Regions from separate parts of the Mus musculus genome. Here all the other regions are linked to region 1. Evidence: chromatin contacts called from public HiChIP or PLAC-seq and promoter capture Hi-C data. All regions are on one chromosome and are shown on one strand. The core of a region is the stretch at or near the end of the contact, and the rest is flanking DNA. Distances in the headings are between cores, read along the strand shown. Region 1 holds the start of Slc25a20 (solute carrier family 25 (mitochondrial carnitine/acylcarnitine translocase), member 20). Region 2 holds the start of Usp4 (ubiquitin specific peptidase 4 (proto-oncogene)). Region 3 holds the start of Ccdc51 (coiled-coil domain containing 51).

What was found. HiChIP or PLAC-seq counts read pairs in DNA pulled down with a chosen protein or histone mark. Capture Hi-C pulls out chosen DNA fragments and counts their contacts.
Region 2: an H3K27ac HiChIP or PLAC-seq map of microglia shows a contact between it and region 1, with 4 times the contacts expected there. The contact joins the promoter of Usp4 here to the promoter of Slc25a20 in region 1. A contact is called at or near these places in 1 of 484 Hi-C or Micro-C datasets (embryonic stem cells), 1 of 115 datasets of contacts at active chromatin or transcription factors (microglia) and 1 of 9 other capture datasets (adipose tissue).
Region 3: a promoter capture Hi-C map of adipose tissue shows a contact between it and region 1. The contact joins the promoter of Ccdc51 here to the promoter of Slc25a20 in region 1. A contact is called at or near these places in 1 of 484 Hi-C or Micro-C datasets (embryonic stem cells) and 2 of 9 other capture datasets (adipose tissue and pancreatic islet).

Annotation. Positions count from the first base shown.
Region 1 is chr9:108,659,989-108,663,842 of GRCm38.p6, forward strand. It overlaps Slc25a20 (solute carrier family 25 (mitochondrial carnitine/acylcarnitine translocase), member 20), which reads left to right and starts at 2,148. Exons shown (of 9, transcript NM_020520.5): 1 at 2,148-2,344. The coding sequence starts at 2,240.
Region 2 is chr9:108,345,598-108,349,333 of GRCm38.p6, forward strand. Usp4 (ubiquitin specific peptidase 4 (proto-oncogene)) reads left to right here and starts at 2,234. Exons shown (of 22, transcript NM_011678.2): 1 at 2,234-2,421. The coding sequence starts at 2,321.
Region 3 is chr9:109,080,703-109,084,611 of GRCm38.p6, forward strand. It overlaps Ccdc51 (coiled-coil domain containing 51), which reads left to right and starts at 1,794. Exons shown (of 4, transcript NM_025689.4): 1 at 1,794-1,865. It overlaps Tma7 (translational machinery associated 7), which reads right to left and starts at 1,679. Exons shown (of 4, transcript NM_183250.2): 1 at 1,625-1,679; 2 at 1,469-1,524; 3 at 1,300-1,387. The coding sequence starts at 1,640.

The DNA.
Region 1 (3,854 bases), core at 898-3,397:
GAAATCTGATGCCCTCTTTTGGAGTGTCTGAAGACAGCTACAGTGTACTTACATATAATAAATAAATAAATCTTTAAAAAAAAAAAAAAAAAAAAAGAAAAGAGACAGGTGGGCTGGAGAGATGGCTCAGTGGTTAAGGACACTTCAACTGTCTGTAACTCCAGTTCCAGGCCATCTGAAACCCTCTCAGCAATGCACATAAAACATAAAATTAAATTTTATATATATATATATATATATATATATATACATATATATGACATGGTTTTTCTTTTTCTTTTTTTTTTGGTTTTTCAAGACAGGGTTTCTCTGTATAGCCCTGGCTGTCCTGAAACTCACTCTGTAGACCAGGCTGGCCTCGAACTCAGAAATCCGCCTGCCTTTGCCTCCCGAGTGCTGGGATTAAAGGCGTGCACCACCACGCCCGGCTATATGACAGTTTTTTTGTGTATTGTTTCAACTTCCTTGTCCTCCATTTTCCCATAGGTCTTTGGGACCAATCAACCGCCATCACTTCCTGATTCTAGTGTTCCTGACTCTCCCATCCCCTTTGAAGCCCTTGCTCATAGTGATTGCAGATTCTTTGGTCTCCTACTTCTTTGCTTATTTTGTAGGCCCTTCCTCATCTATTTGATCTCTAAACACTAGAAGGGGAAGGGTTTCAGGGGTTGTGAGGGTTCCCACTCTCTTGGTGATCTAATTTCACTCGTTAATACTGAATTTAACCACTAGCCCGAGCCTCTTTACAGAATCCTGGATCAGGAGATAGATCTATTAATAGAAATCTCAAACTAATTATGTCTAAAATGTCCTTTACCATCCTCTAATCTGCTTGACCCCATCTCTTCCCCAATCTCAGTTAAAGATGATGTCTTCTCTCTAGTTGCTAAGGCCAAAAACATTAGCATTGTCCCGTAAGCCTCTCTCACAAAACTTTTTCTAAAAAAAAAATATATATTTACTCATTTTTATTTTGTGTCCTTGAGTCTTTGCCTCCATGAATGTATGTGTGCTTGGTGCCCAAAGAGGCCCAAAGAGGGCATTAGGTCTCATGGAAGTATAGTTTCAGACAGTTCTGGGCTGCTACGAGGGTGCAGGGAACAGAACCCAGGTACTCTGTAAGAGCAGCCAGTTCTCTGAGCTGCTGAGCCAGCTTCTGCAGCTTCTGCATGAGTAGTGAGCAGAATGAATTTCCGTTCACTAACAGGTCCTTCGGGTTTTCCTTTAGAAAATATTCACCATTGGATCGCACCTCGTTAACAACTCTGCTATGTGCTGGTCCAAGCCAACATTTCTACTCATGACCTTTAACTTTCTCCAGCCCCCTGGATTTCCTCTGGCTGTTTTCACCAGCAGTTACAGCGATCCTGATTTTTGTCTGTTTGTTTTAAAATCCGATCTGAGATTGTTAGTCTCCATCTAAAACCTGTCATAGAAGAGACTGATGTCCTCACAGTTCCTCCTGATGAGTAGTCTCCGTTTCTCCTGTCCTCACTGGCTGCTCCACCATCCCACCGCACCCCATTCCCACCCCTGTGGCCTGTGGTTTCTCAGATTTGACAACACAGACATCTCAGAGTTTTCAAATTTTCTTTATCTTCTGCCAGAAAGGTCCTTCATCCTTTACCGGGTATCTTTAGACAGGACTCATTTCCATGCCCTAGATCTTAATCCTTTGCCTTCCTAATGAGAGCTTCTCTTGTTTAACAAATTAGTTACAAATTATTTGTCTCCCACACTTTACTTCTTCCCGGATTTATTTTCCTATAGAGCCATTTTTACCATAGGACATATGCCATTTTTAACTTAGTCAAGGCTTATCAAAGACAGGGACCTCTATGGGGTACCTCCACTCTTCAGCACCTAAAAAAAAAAAAGTGGCTGTCACGCAAAAGGGTGTATGCGACCTCTGGGGAGTGCACAGATGCATAGGACCACAGAGGACCAGAGAAAGAAAAAAACTCAAGTCCAAGAAGACTTCCTGGAGGAGTAAGTCCCTGACAATCATTCCCAAGCCCCTCCCATACATCATTAGGGAAAGAGCCCCGCCCACTAAGGAGGAGGGCAGCCGGAAGTAGACTTCAGGGCGGAAGCCAGGCTAGTACGACTGGGCCCTCTTTCCGACCTGCCCACGGCCCCGCCCACCTGAATGTAGGTGAAAGGTCGGCGGAGCCGCTCGGGCAGCGGAGCAAGACCAAGACTGCCCGGAGCTGACAGACAGACAGACAGAAGACTGAGCATGGCAGACGAGCCGAAACCCATCAGTCCGTTTAAGAACCTCCTGGCTGGCGGCTTCGGCGGCATGTGCCTGGTGTTTGTGGGGCACCCCCTGGACACGGTCAAGGTGCGCGGAGTGTGGACGGGGGCTTGTGGAGGAATGCCCCGGGGCGGTGTGTGTGTGTGTGGGGGGGGGGGGGGGGGTTACGTGGAAAGTAGGGACCGCCGCGAGGTGCTGCCTTTCTGAACAGAAGTGGAGCCGGGCTGATGGATGCTTCCTTCCGTGGGAAGTTTACAGAGGGTTGGTATGTAGTTTACTAGGAAGCGCTGCTTTACCTAACCCGGCCAGAGGCTCTGCATTCAACTCCCTGGCACCTCAAAACAATTTTTTTTTCCTCTCGAGAATCAATACGAAATAGACAGAGGCTGTACCTCGCGCCCTAAGAGCCCTACAGCTCCTATTTCAAGGTCTTCGGATGGCAGTCTTTTTTTGAGCCCTGCGCACTTCTTTGGAGATGAGAAAGAAAAAGCTGCTGTCTGTGCCCGGTTAACCCTGATATTGTTATAAAGATTGGAACAGGTTATCTGTAGACTTGACCTCCCCCACAAATTAAGGACAAAGGTGGCAGAGATGTCCTTTGACACAGTCTCGTAAAGCCGGTGTGTCCCATAGCCTATCTCTTGTGCACTTTTCTTTGCCTGAAGAGGCACCTGGCCATTTACAGCCAGTCATTCACTGCAGGGTAAGCTGCATAGTCACCCCCATAGCAAGCAATGACCAGCCAGGCTCAGGTGTGGAAATCGAGGGGACCTTTCTCTCCTCAGCCTTTTATTCTTCCTCTTGCTGTACTCTCAGCCAGGTCTTGTGGAGACTAAAATCTATATTCGATGACTTAGCTCATAGATGAGCTCATATAAGCTCGTAGCTTATAGGTTTCTTTTTTCTTCTTCTTCTTCTTCTTCTTTTTTTATGGACATAGACCTGAAAGGAAATGACAGGTCATAGCCAGGATGAGCCTGTGAGAAGAAGACATGAGTCTTTTGTGTGTGTGGATGGCGTGTTGCTGGGGGCTGGAAGCCAGAGAAGATGTGAATCTCATAAAGGTGGTAACCTCGGTTGGGGGCTTGATAGGATGTCAGATCCAGTTTCCTCTGAAAGAGAACAGTATCCAAGGGCTCTTCCTTGGCAGGCTTGACAGCAGGCTATCTCACGGCCTCTGTTCAAAGTGAGGCTCACCACAGACAGCTCATCCCGAGGAGACTCTGTAGTGTTCATCTGTGAGAAATCAGATCCTATCAGTAGCAAAGGCTGTGCTTCTTATTCTTAGTGCTCCTAAGACAGTGGCAGGTTCAAGTAGCTCTGTCTAGCAAGGGGGAGTTTGTTTGGCCTTTATTTCTAATCTTATTCTACAGAGGCAGAAATCTTGTCCTGCACACCTGAGACTTTTAAAAAGCAATATCCTGACTCCTTATATAAGTGTACTCCTCTCTCGTCTCCTCTTGCTCTTGATGTTACACCCAGCAAGGGCCTAGTGACCTCTGTACAGGATTATAAACGACTGAAAGTGCTCACTGGAGTCTTGACAGAGAGGATTTTCCTTTGCAGTATAAACCAAACCCATGGCTGACCACTGTCC
Region 2 (3,736 bases), core at 984-3,483, 310 kb before region 1:
AGCTTTTCTTTTCTTTTTTTCTTTTTTGGTTTTTCGAGACAGGGTTTCTCTGTATAGCCCTAGCTGTCCCGTTACTCACTCTGTAGACCAGGCTGGCCTCCAACTCAGAAATCCACCTGCCAGCCCAGCATGGTGGCTCATGCCTTTAATCCCAGCACTCGGGAGGCAGAGGCAGGCAGATTTCTGAGTTGGAGGCCAGCCTGGTCTACAAAGTGAGTTCCAGGAGAGCCAGGGCTACACAGAGAAACTCTGTCTCGAAAAACCAAAAAAAAAAAAAAAAAAAAAAAAAAAAGAAATATACCTGCCTCTGCCTCCCAAGTGCTGGGATCAAAGGCCTGTGCCACCACTGCCCGGCAAAATTACACCTGTGAAGTAGCAACAAAATAATTTGGTAGGGGGGTCACTACAACATGAGGAACTGTATTAAAGACTCCCAGCATAAGGAAGGTTGAGAACCATTGCTCTCGGGGTTACAATGCTCTCTGGCCTGAGGGTGCCTGCATACAGGTGGTGCACATACATTTATGCAGGGCGCACACACATACACATAAAATAAAATGTATCTTTTTTTTTTAATCTACTGGGAAGGTGAGGGAATTGGGGGTTCGTTTGTTTTGTATTAGTTTTTTGAAGGACATGCTTTCCTATCCGCCAAGAAACTGTTTTACTTGCCTTACTGTTAAGAACAGGATTTGTGCCAGGTGTGGTGGTGCACACCTTTAACCACAGCAGGAGGCAGAGGCAGGCGGATTTCTGAGTTCAAGGTCAGTCTGGTCTACAGAGTGAGTTCCAGGACAGCCAGGGCTACACAGAGAAACCCTGTCTCGAAAAAAAAAAAACCGAAACAAAACAGGATTTGCCTGAAAAGCAAAAGCTCACCAGTTGCCCGGGCATCTCCACAGATGGCTTTCTACCATGCTTTTAAACCTGTTCCAGAGCAAGATTTTCAAGACTTGCAATCTTTTCTTTTTCTTCTTCTTCTTCTTCTTCTTCTTCTTCTTCTTCTTCTTCTTCTTCTTCTCCTTCTCCTTCTCCTTCTCCTTCTCCTTCTCCTTCTCCTTCTCCTCCTCCTCCTCCTCCTCCTCCTCCTCCTCCTCCTCCTCCTCCTCCTTCTCCTTTTCTCCTTCTCCTTCTCCTTTTCCTTCTTCTCCTCCTCCTCCTTCTTCTCCTCCTTCTCCTCCTCCTTCTCCTCCTTCTCCTTCTTCTTCTTCTTCTTCTTCTTCTCCTCAAGACAGGGTTTCTTGTAGCCTTGGTTGTCCTAAAATTCTCTCTGTAGACCAGGCTGGCTTCGAATTCAGAGATCTGCCTACCTCTGCCTCCTGAGTGCTGGGTTAAAAGCCTGTGCCATCACCGCCCGGAAGAAAACGGAATCATTGTTTCAGGAAAAAATTAAGATGCCTGGACCTCTGTCGGCTTCGGTGGTTGCTACTCTCTCCTTGACCTGGATGGCTGACAGGATACAAAGTTGTTTAAGACAACTTTGTTTTTTGCGTCTATTTATGACTTTATTTTTGTTTTTTGCAGGTGTGGTGATGTATGCTTTTAATCCCAGCACTCTGGAGAAAAGGGCAAATGGGCCTAAATTCGAGACTAGCCTAGATTACATAAACAGCTCCAGGACAGCAGCTAGAAGAAACCTGTCCCAAACAAACAACAAATTTCACTATTGTGTGCCTGTTTGGCGAACGCGTGCCACAGTGTCTGTGTCGAGAACAAAGGACAACTTTAAAGAGTCAGTTTTCTTTTTCCACTTTTACACGGGTTCTGGGGATCAAACCCAGTTGTCACCCACGTAGCCATCGCGCCGGCCCTTGTTTGAAACAACTATTAATGGCTGGACCACACCGGACAGTCCAGATCTCAATGCGTCCGTGTGCACTTGGCTACAGGGGCTGCCGAGGCAGTAAATTCAATCTCGCATTTAGGCAGTCTTGCTGAAAGCCGCATGGAACCGAGTGGAAACAAGAAAAGCAAGCGGCAGGCTCCTCCTGCACGGATTTAGCATCAGGCTAACCTCACAGGCCAGGATGGAGCGAGTGACTGATGGGTCGAGGGCGGGCCAGCAGTCAGATCGCAGGAGCCGCTCAGACACGGGTGGATGTGGCCGCCGCCTCTGGGCGTCCAGCCTGCTTCTGTCCGCTTCGGCTCCGGAGGGGGCGGGGGGGGGTTAACAGCGCGTGGGGGCGGGGAGAAGAGGCGAAAGTCGACGGCGGTGCCGGGCGCGCGCACGTGCGTGGTTACGTGCGTGCGTGGGCGCGGCCCATAGCACGCCGTGCGCTAGGCGGATGTCCGGGCCGGCTGGGCCGGGGCGGCGGACGAGATGGCGGAAGGCCGGGGCAGCCGTGAGCGACCGGATGTGGAGACCCAGAAGACGGAGCTCGGAGCCTTGATGGGGACCACGCTCCAACGTGGGGCGCAGTGGTGAGCGTCCGCCCTGCCCTCCTGCGGCGCAGAGCGTCTAGCCGGCTCGCTGGCCCTCAGGCCGGACCTCTGTCCTCAGTTTTAGGTGGAGGCGGGCCGGGGGCGGTGCCTGGAGTCTGAAAGAGTGGCTTGACAGCGGCCGCTGATGAAAGAAACCCCGGGATCAGCTGGGGGACAGCGCTGACAGGCGTGGGGTTTGTCCCGGTCCATTCGGATTCACAGTAGTCTTGGACCGGCGGGGACAGGGGGTGTAGAATATAGAAAAGGGGGCGCGCTGGGGTCGGCGGGAGCGGGAAGGTGGGGGAAAGCACTTAACCACCGAAGACTTGGGCGCTTGATGGTGACCTTGGTGGGGGAAGTTTCCACCCCTTACACACCTCCGATCCTTAACAATTAAAACCTCGGTAGCAATTTGTGGCTTAGGACGCTCCTGGCGTGGAGAGAGGATCCGAAGTGGATACTTTGTAACTTGTAAACTGTGATACTTTGTAACTTGTAAACCGTGGGACAGGATTCAAAGCCAAAAACTAGAAGCCAGTTGTCAGATGGTCCGGGACAATTGTAGCAGTAGTTAGATGTAAGAGTGGGAGGGGAGGGGAAGGGAGGGGAGCTTGACTCCTGGAGCAAAATAGAAGATCGAAAGTTACAAGACTTTGCCAGGCACGCTGGCATATGCTTTATTGGTTTGCAGGAGCAGAGGCTGTAGGATTGCTGTAGGTTCAGGGCTGGTCTCATACAGTGAGCAGCACCCCCCCCCCAAAAAAAAAGTTCCAGGTTTACTAGAGCAGATTCAAATATGAGGCCTCTTAAGAGATTGTTAACTAGAAGGGATTGTACTCCCCAGTCGGGGAGAAATGCCTGGGTGGTGCTGCTGTGTAGGAGTCAAATAATAGGGTAGGTTTCTCATTGATTATGACCAATATGAGGACTGAAAAAGAGAACAGAACTTATGTGTTTGGGGTGTGGTCTAGGTGTAGTTTATGGTGTTTAAATTGAGCCAGTGAAAGGCCAGACAAATAGAGAGAGGTACTTTAGAAATTCTGCAAAGGGATGACACAGAAAGAATATTCAGGTTGGTCTGGATGCTCATGCCTGTAGTCTTAGTCCTGGAGGAGTATTGCTGCCAAATTTCAGGGCCAACCTCAGTGACATAGTAAAAGCCTTGTCTCAAAAAAAAAAAAAAAATGGTGGTGGGTAATGTGATTAATAACTTAGTAACATAGTTTTACTTGTAGAAAGAGTCCATTTGAAATGATTGCTCATGGGCTGGTGAGACTGCTCAGCATCTGAGAACTTAGATTATTCTTGCAGTGCC
Region 3 (3,909 bases), core at 544-3,043, 420 kb after region 1:
TGGGACACTTTGGATTTGCAGATTATAAACACTTTGTCTGTACAGGATTTAACCAAGGTCTGACCTCCTTATACATAATCGCAGATTAAAGGTGCCAGATAACTGACCTCATTTTAAAAAGCAATCACAACAGCTACAATTACATTGCTATGTGGATAAACAACAGATCGAACCCAATGCAATAGGTCTTGGGGTGACAGTTCCAGTATCTATGTGACACTGATAACAGGCAGAAATAATTGCTAGTTAGAAAATGCAAAATAGTGCTTTTACAATGCACACAAAGTCAGGCTGGTTGCACAGACTCTAATCTTGGCTATCTAGGTGAAGGCAGGAGAATCTAAAATTCAAGGCCAGCCTCAGAAACTTTTTTTTGGCAGGGTTTCTCTGTGTAGCCCTGGCTGTCCTCGAACTCAGAAATCCCCCTGCCTCTGCCTCCCAAGTGCTGGGATTAAAGATGTGAGCCACCACTGCCCAAATGGTAGAGAACTTGTCTATCAATTTAAAAAACAACAACAAAGGTTAGAGAGATGGCTCAGCATTTAAGAGTACTGGCTGCTCTTCCAGGGGATCTGGGTTCAATTCCCAGTTCACAACTGTCTGTAACTACAGTCCCAGGAGACCTTTGTCTGGTCTTCCAGGGCACTGCACACACATGGTACACAGATATGCATGCATAAAAAACACCTATATGCTTAAATACAAAAATTAAAACTTTTCTTAATGAGATATTAGGACTCCTGGACCTGTGATTCACTCTCAAGAGAAAAAATCGTGGGCAAGGCACAGAGAGAGCATGGAGCGTAGGCTACAGCTCAAGAGGGAGGGTTTGCTTTGCACAAATGAGTGTGCTCCCCAGCATAGCCACAAAACAAAATAGTACCCAGAGCGAAATACATGCTAAGGAGCCTGGACTTTTATCCTCTAGTCTAGATAGCACGACTCAGTATCATTACTGATAACACGACCAGCAAGTAAAAAAAGTCCTATGTTCTAAGGTTAACAACCTATAAAGTGAATTGCTAGTTTGTAACCAGAAACAGGAGGATACTCAGAAACTTAGCTATATGTGTCTGTGCGGCGTACATGTTGGTGTTTCCACTTCTGTAGCTTCTCCATGAACTGGAAGCCCATGACTGTCTTGAGAGGCAACGTTTCCACTCCCGCCCTCTTCGAACTGCACAAACCCAAGGCAGGGGGCTTGGCCAGAGTGTACACCAGACCCAGTAGTTCACCAACGACCCCCGGAACAGACCTGTCCTGCCCTAGTATACCTACAATAGCTCGATCTTCACTTACCCAGGGGGCCCTTCCCGGCGGCCTTGGCTTTTAGCTCTTCGAGTTTCTTCTGTTCCTCCTTTTGTTTCTGCTTGAAAGCCTTATCTTCCTGCAGAGAGGCAAAGCAGGTTCACTCCAGTCCAGTCGCCCATACCCTCAGCGCCCGCCCGGCCTCCGCTCCCGTCCTCACCTCGTCCATCTCCTTGGCCTGCTTCTTGGGCTGTTTCAGGGGCTTCTTTTTGCCACCTGTGGGCGACACGAGCATGCTCGGCCCATCCCCGCCATCGATCGCCCTCCCATGGTTCCCCATCCATCCGTCCCACCCCCGATCTCCAAATAGCCTTACCTTCCCGGCCCGACATGGCGCCTCCAGCCCCTTCACCAGCCCCTGATCGTATGCCGGAAACAGGACTTACAGCCTTCGCTTATGCCGCACCTATGCGTGGCCCCTGATTGGCTGCTAGGCAGGAAGTCACCCTCACGTATTTTAAAGGATGCCTTCAGGGGCGGGTGCTGACCGGTCAGGGGTCAATTGAGTGGCAGACGCGGGGCTTTCTGCTGGAGCCTAATAGGCTTAGGCAATTCAGGTACGGGGCGGAAGGCTCCTTCTGCCTGGGTTTATCCGAAACCGTGGGAGTGGGGGATGGTGTCTGCCTATAAAGCTTGTAATCCGGCACAGAAAGAAAGCATTGCAGGTGGAGGGGAGGGTACATGCAAGTGCCTTTCCGGAACCGAGGAAAGCTCAAGTGGCGGGCACGAGATGGGATAGGAGATGGCAGAAGTGGGTAGTGGCCAATTATCACCCAGTCCTCAGCTTCAGAAGCCGCGGGAAAAAGTTCGGACTTATTGAAACAATGAGTGCAAGTGTTTGCAAATTCTTTCTTCTAGTTCGTTTTTTTGAGTATGTACTTTGTATAGATACATTGTATTCTGGACTGAGGCTTGAGGAACGCTGACATTGTAGCAAGACAAACCTACCGCAGAGCAAATAAGTAAAATACGCATCACACCTTATGTGACCTGTGTGGGGAGGAAAAAAAAAAAAAGCAGAGAAAGTGGTTAAGGAATGCTCCCTTGGTGGGATGTCATTTTTGCTAGGGTAGTTAAAAAAGACTTCTCCAGGGGCTCTCTGAGCAGGACTTTAGGAAGGCCAGGGAGACAACTGTGAACAGGGAAGAGCTAGGCAGTGCCAAGGCCCTGAGTGGAAGACGGCCTTGTGTGTTCCAGTCCTTCATATGATTGGAAGGAGTGAGAAAGCAGTCGAAAATGGAGAGACAATGAGAGTCAGATCCCCTGAAGCTGTGGAGAAGGCGTTGACTTTTGCCCTGAAGAAACTGCGGGACTGTTGAAGGCTGTTGAGATGGAATGGAGATGAGTGAGGGGTAGTCCAGCCATGGCATGCTAGCCAGCGAGACCACTTTGTATACCTGACAGAGATGGGGGTTGGGGAGACTCCTAGGCTTAGAAAGTCAGCAGGATTTTGCTAATAGATTGGATTTGAGTTAGGAGAGAAAACAAGAGGGATTAATTAGGGTGATGTGAGTTTGTCAGCCTAGCATTTGTACCTGAGTTCCCATTAACCACAGTAGCAGGAAAGATGGATTACTATTACGTTTCAAGCAGTGATACAGTTAGATAATATAAAATCCTGAAGAGATGCTTCAGCTGAAGAAGTGACGGAGGGGTGTGTGTGTGTGTGTGTGTGTGTGTGTGTGTGTGTTTGCTTGCTTGAATGAATGTGTGCAATAAAGGCTTGAACCTAGGGCCTCACTCATGTTAGGTAAGTGCTGTATAATTGAACTATATGCCCAGTTTTTGAGGGAAAAATCTAGTTATGAGTGTGTGAATGTATGTGTATATGAGAGAGTGAAAGAAAGACCCCAGAGGCCAGAGCCATCGGGTACCCCAGAGCAGGAGTTACAGGTAGTTGTGACTTGCCTAGTGTGGCTAAGTGCTAGGAGTCAAACTAATTTATATGCCCTCTTAGCCTCTGAACCATCTCTCCAGCCCAGTTATTATTTTTTTTAATAACAGGTTTACTGATATAAAGCTTACTATATAGCTTAGCTATTTAATTTATATAATTCAGTGATTCTAATACATCAAAGATTATACAAATATTACTACAACCAACTATGGAAGCATTTCCTCCCACTCTTTCTGGGTTTGAAATAGAGACTCACGCTGTAGACGTCTTCCTGCCCAGCCTCCCAAGTGTAGGGATTGCAGGTCTGAGCACCTTATGGAGCAGGCGGAGTCTTTTCACTTTCCTCCCAATGCTGGGATCAAGCCCAGGGCTCCCCGATACTGTACCACTTAGCCTAGCCCTGTGGGGTTTCTTGTTTGTTTTGTTAATATATTTTTAATTTTTACGCATGTATCTGTGTGTCTGCTTGTCCATCCATGTACCATATGCATGAAGCTGTGAAGCAGCAGAGGGAGTTGGATCCCCTAGAGCTGGTGGTTGTGATGTATGTCCTGGGAACAAAACCCTGGACCTCTGAAAGCAGCAAATGCCCTTAACCACTAGGTCATCTCTCCAGGCCCCAAAACCAGGTTTTTGAGTTTGTTTGTTTGGTTTTGGTTTTTGGAGACAGGGTTTCTCTGTGTAGCCTTGGCTGTCTAGGAACT